2 separate regions of the Bombyx mori genome follow, and region 2 is linked to region 1. A link is a contact called in public Hi-C data. All regions are on one chromosome and are shown on one strand. Each heading gives the region's core, a stretch centred on a gene start, on an enhancer-like site or on the middle of the called end of the contact. The rest is flanking DNA. Distances are from core to core; before and after follow the strand shown. Region 1 overlaps LOC101742954 (general transcription factor IIE subunit 1). Region 2 holds the start of LOC101742415 (zinc finger protein 431).

Evidence for each region. A called contact is a pair of places that touch in the nucleus more often than the background predicts.
Region 2: a contact with region 1 is called in a Hi-C map of middle silk gland, with 1.6 times the contacts expected there. The contact joins the promoter of LOC101742415 here to the enhancer-like site in region 1. A contact is called at or near these places in 2 of 7 Hi-C or Micro-C datasets (middle silk gland and whole pupa).

What each region holds. Positions count from the first base shown.
Region 1 is chr22:9,630,282-9,633,234 of ASM3026992v2, forward strand. LOC101742954 (general transcription factor IIE subunit 1) reads left to right here. Exons shown (of 9, transcript XM_004931818.5): 5 at 1-192; 6 at 1,250-1,448; 7 at 2,761-2,896. Among protein-coding and RNA genes, the nearest start is that of LOC101737553, 9.0 kb to the right of the region's middle. Within about 2 kb of position 1,385, at least 2 of the 8 cell types and tissues checked have open chromatin away from gene starts, as enhancers often do.
Region 2 is chr22:9,691,870-9,695,109 of ASM3026992v2, forward strand. LOC101742415 (zinc finger protein 431) reads right to left here and starts at 1,351. Exons shown (of 9, transcript XM_004931815.5): 1 at 1,042-1,351. The coding sequence starts at 1,182.

The DNA.
Region 1 (2,953 bases), core at 135-2,634:
CCAATGCACGTTCTGCAGTGCAGTTGTGGACGAGGACATGTCGGCGCTACCAAAAAAAGACTCCAGATTATTGTTGGCCAAGTTCAATGAGCAGCTGGAAACGCTTTACATATTGTTGCGAGAGGTCGAAGGCATCAAACTGGCTCCAGAGATACTGGAACCAGAACCGGTCGATATTAACACAATACGAGGGTGAGTTTTGAAGTCATTTCGAATAATCATCAAATCAGTGTAAAAAATAATATCCAAGAAAATATTTTATACTAAGATATTTATTAACACGTTGAATGCCAAATGAAAAATCGAGTATTTTCATTCACCGGTGAGCACTGTGGCCTGAATATACCTTTCGGGCCATAAGGGTCACCCGTGATCCTCGTGAGGGTTCCGACGTAAATGCTTCCTACAATCCACAAATTGCAGATATCAAAAGCGCGTGTTGAAGTGATCCGCGTGGCCCTTTAGCCGAACTGAACGCCTTTTGTTTTCAAATCCAATAGAAAGCTGTAGTTTTTATCAAGATATTTTTAGGAAGTCGTACCTTTTTAAAATATCTTAAAAACTAGACGGTAAAAGTCGCTAATTTTGATCTTCAAGATCTCAAGTTGATTTCTTTACTGCTTTCATAATTTTGGCTTTGTCCGAATGGTATACCTAGTAAGCTAGGCCCACCGGTTGACCGTGTGGCGGTAGCCATCACACAACACAAGATATTTGATAGATGCCTTTATCTCGCTTAGGACATTTTCAAGATAAGCTTGCATATATACAAGTTCCGAACTAGAACATTCGGACTGTCTGTCTACCGAGCAATATCACCCGCTCGGGGAAAAATATTTCCCTCCGTCGTTAAGCGTACAGCCGCATGACGTTCAACGTGTCATTACGTATTAATGGTTAAGATTAACATTTCTCTTGTCTTTGGTCCAGATTGACGTCAAAGTTAATACGTATTAATAGTTAAGATTAACATTTCTCTTGCTCTTTGCTCCAGATTGACGTCAAAGTGAATACGTATTAATGGTTAAGATTAACATTTCTCTTGCTCTTAGCTCCAGATTGACGTCAAAGTGAATACGTATTAATGGTTAAGATTAACATTTCTCTTGCTCTTAGCTCCAGATTGACGTCAAAGTGAATACGTATTAATGGTTAAGATTAACATTTCTCTTGCTCTTAGCTCCAGATTGACGTCAAAGTGAATACGTATTAATGGTTAAGATTGACATTTCTCTTGTCTTTGGTCCAGATTGACGTCAAAGCAGTCTGCATTGCGTCCGGGCGGCGAGCAATGGTCGGGTGAGGCGACGCGCAACCAGGGCATGCTGGTCGAGGAGACACGAGTCGACGTCACCATCGGAGACGACAAGCCCGCGCGGGACGCCGGCGCGCTACGCAAGGAGCGGCCCGTCTGGATGGTCGAGAGCACCATTGCCTCCAACGAACAGGTCCGATGCAGACTCGGTGACCGGTTCAAACATGACCGAGTCGATCGCGAAAGAATTTTGAAGTCGTCGTGGCCTAAAGGATAAGATGTCCGGTGCATTCGTGTTGAGCGATGCACCGGTGTTCGAATCTCAGGCGGGTACCAATTTTTCTAATGAAATACGTACTCAACAAATGTTCACGATTGACTTCCACGTTAAAGGAATAACATTGTGTAATAAAAATCAAAAGCCGCAAAATTATAATTTGCGTAATTACTGGTGGTAGGACATCTTGTGAGTCCGCGCGGGTAGGTACCACCACCCTGCCTATTTCTGTCGTGAAGCAGTAATGCGTTTCGGTTTGAAAGGTAGGACAGCCGTTGTAACTATACTTGAGACCTTAGAACTGATATCTCTAGGTGGGTGGGTGCATTTACGTCGTAGATGTCTATGGGCTCCAGTAACCACTTAACACCAGGTGGGCTGTGAGCTCGTCCACCCATCTAAGAAATAAAAAACAAAAAAAAAAAAAAAATAGACTCCGTGACCGGTTCAAGCATGACCGAGTCGATCGCGAAGGAATTATTGTTGTTTTGGTGATATAAAAAAAATCATGAGCGCGTGGCCATTTTAAATGAATCCCCAGCCTATTATTGCTACAACCCCTCAAACCGGACATTTTGACTACTTTACGAATAAGTTGTTTTCTCTCTATAGCTAATGACCTTGACAGCTTCGCTAGAACTAAGAACTGCAGTTTGCTAATAACTGCAGAATGCCTTCGAAGAAAAAAGCAGAGGACCCGCTAAGACAAAGCAGAGGAATTCAGTCGACTATATATAGGCTATATGAAGACATGTATGGATGAAAGGATGGAATACAATTTTTAAGATTTTCGAGTTTCTACATTGAATGAAGGTGTTATGTGTCCATAATCGATTTTAGACCTCAAAACTCCGGGCTTAAAGGCTATTTTTAGAAATTATGGAGTTATGTACGAAGAGAAATTACAAGTAATAAAAGTGTGTTGCCCGTTTTCTCAAAATTAACAAATTGTATAATATTCCTTTAATCTACTCATGTCTTCATATGTTCTATATATAGCTGACTGAATTTCTCTGTTTTTTCCTTCGAATACATTTTGCAGTTATTAGGAAACTGCAGTTATTAGTTCTAGCGAAGCTGTCAATGGCATTAGCTATAAAGAGAAAACAACTTATTTGTATCGAGCGCTTCCTTAATGCGGTTCAGAAATATTGGCTTATAGCGGCCGTCGTATAGTTGAATGTATGTTGAAGTTCGCAAAGCTGACTCGGTTCGTATTGGTCGACAGAGCGACAGCGCGCACTCGACGGACGCGGCCCTCGAGAAGGCGGCCAGTACTGCTGCGAGCGTCAAGACCGCAGGGAAGGAGAAGAACGACGACATTATGTCCGTCCTGCTCGCACACGAGAAACAACCGAGCGCAGGTAAGCACCATCTTCCACTGTGGTCCTTCGCGAATCCATATATTGCGTCCCTTAAAT
Region 2 (3,240 bases), core at 101-2,600, 62 kb after region 1:
TTTTTATACCTGGTCGTTTTTTAATTTTTTTCAATAATACTATATACTATTCTATACTATAATTTTTTAATGACTGACTCAGTAATGCAATGATTAGAGCCCCTGACTGTTGTAAAGAGAGTCCTGTGTTCGATTCCCGCATTGAGCAAACATTCATGTGATGAATAGGTTTGTTTGCTGTGTCTGGGTGTTCATTATCTATATATATAAGTACATATGTCAGTCTCTGGTACTCATAACAGAGGGAATCCTTATTTGGGGAAGGATGACTGTGCATGATTTGTTCTGTGCATTATTATTATTGTACTATATCCATTTAAAATCTCATTAATTTATAAATCTTTCTTAAAAAATATTAAAAATACACTTTAAAAAACACCATATAAAAATAGGTTGCTGCTGCTGACAGTGTCTACGACACAAGCCACCAATGGTGAGGACCCAAGAGTGAGAAAGCCCCTCACAATACTTGATGATGTCTATGCAAATTCTCGACATTAGCAAAAGAAGAACAGCCAGAAACAATATGTCTAATAAACTCTCCTGGATTGTGGCATGTCCTACAATGGTCGACCATCCCATCCTTTAATATATATTTCTCTAAACGATTGTTTCATATCTACGTCCACTATATTTAGCATTTTGAACATACCAAGATACTTGTAGGTTTCAGATTAAAAAAGAAATTTTAAGACCACACTATGGTTAAATTGTAAGCAATCTGAGTTTACAACTTTATCTCTCTGTACATCTATGAACGCACATTTATCAACACAAATTCCATCCCGGTGGCTTTGCTAAAATTGTCGTTAAGTAAATTCATCAAGTCTGATTGTTTGAAAGTTTATTATTATTATTAATGTAAATAAAGAAAATGAAAATACCTTAAAAATAAATTGTCGGCTTAGTTGAAAATAGTGACAAATTACTATTTCTGTTCTGTTTCCATTCATTTACCATATACACACTATGAAATTTCAGCATTTGTGAAAACATTTGTTTCGATAGAGAATAAGTAGAGATTTGAAACTGTGTACTTACTTTTACATCGGCAATTGCTGTCAGCATTTCTGCGTAGTTTCCAGACAATTTGTACCTAAATAATGGACATAAAGTCTTACTATTAGTGAGACATATTCGACAAGATTGCATATCAACTATGGGATTTGAATTTGTTTCCATTTTCAATGAACTTAGTGCTGACAATATCGACAATAAATCTGAGATAGTGACACAATTGCAGCAGTCAAAGGAAATCACTAAAAACGCGGCATCCAGAGTCCAGAACCAGAGCACTGCACCATTTTATTTTCGCCTCACTATCCATTCACAGAGTATTAAAATTTAACATAGACTACTATACTCGATAACAATCCATGAGCTCGGCTCTGTAAATTTGGCCCCCTTTTTTATTTTTTAATGATTTGTTCGTCGTTTGTTCGTTAATGTTCGAATGTAAAAATTGTTTGTTCGTCTTTTGTTTATTTATAATTAATTAAATAAATGATCACCGTTAAGTGGGCCTCCTTTACTAGAGATCTTTATTTTTATCGCTCAAATTAATTTATTTTGATCAATTATCGTTTGTTCGACGACTATTGGTGATTGTTCGATCATAAAAACAATTAAATTCCCAATTATTAATTATTTTATATTAATGTAATACCGAAATACTTCACGAGATGGCGTTGTGATTGTCTACTGAATAAATAATATTTATTCGTAGTTGATTGTTTAACATGTTATGAATATTTCAGTTTTGATTTCATCAAAATAATTTGAACTTTACTACTGAATTCCGAAAAAAATTCTAATTAAGGCTCAGCTTTTTATTTAAGCCTCTTACTGTAGTTTTTAAATTACATTGATGCGGATTGATGTTTCAAAGGTTTCCGATTTCAATTTTAAAATCTGAAATAATTAAGAACAGCGTCATCCACCGTTCACATTTGAAACAGAATTTAATTCGGTTTAAATTTGTAAAAGTTGATGTTGATTATTATTACACTAATTAATTGAGCGTTTCATTAGCTTTTAAGCTGAGTGACTATTTATAATTTATTTTTATTCTATTGTCTATTTTTGTTAAGTAATAAATAAGCAAAAAATAATACTTAACAAAAAGATATGAAATCCGAACAAAAACAGTTTTACTGTAAAAAATTGCGCCAAGTCTACGTTTATAAAACTCATCTCAATAACATTTGCACTTTACAAAAAAAATAAAACTTCAATAACTTTCATTCTCTACAAAAAGATGTGAAATACAAAAAAATACCAAGAAACCGTCATAACGTTGAAAAAATGAAAAAAAATATATTTGAAAATTTAAAAATGAAAAAAAAATATTTGTCGTACTTGGCGCGCGTCATTGAGTACCCCAAATTTTTTCGGAAGTATTTCAACTGGTGCAAGCGGCTGGAAATAGCTGCTGGTGCTAGTGCTGGAGCTAGCGGTCGGTGCAAGTGGCTGGAGCTGGCGGCTGGTGCAAGTGGATGGTGCAAGCGGCTGGAGCTAGCGGCTGGTGCAAGTGGCTGGTGCAAGCGGCTGGAGCTAGCGGCTGGTGAAAGCGGCTGGTGCAAATGGCTGGTGCAAGCGGCTGGAGCTAGCGGCTGGTGCAAGCGGCTGGAGCTAGCGGCTGGTGCAAGCGGCTGGAGCTAGCGGCTTGCGCAAGCGGCGGGTGCAAGCGGCTGGTACTAAAATGCTGGCGCTAACCGCCGGGGCTTGTTGCTAGAGCTAGCAGCTGGTGCTAGTTGCTGGAGCTAGTGGCTGGTGCTAGTTGCTGGAGCTAGCGGCCGGTGCTAGTTGCTGGAGCTAGCGGCTGGTGCTAGCGGTTGGGGCTAGCGGCTGGTGCAAGTGGCTGGTGCTAGCGGCTGGTGCTAGCGGCTGGTGCTAGTTGCTGGTGCAAGCGGCTGGAGCTAGCGGCTGGTGCAAGCGGCTGGAGCTAGCGGCTGGTGCAAGCGGCTGGAGCTAGCGGCTGGTGTAAGCGGCTGGAGCTAGTGGCTGGTGCTAGTTGCTGGATTTAGCGGCTGGTGCAAGCGGCTGGCGCAAGCGGTGGGTGTAAGCGGCTGGTACTAAAATGCTGGCGCTAACGGCTGGGGCTTGTTTCTAGAGCTAGCGGTTGGTGCTAGCGGCTGGTGCTAGCGGCTGGTGCTAGTGGCTGGTGCTAGCGGCTGGTGCAAGCGGCTGGTGCAAGCGGCTGGTGCAAGCGGCTGGAGCTAGCGGCTGGTGCAAGCGGCT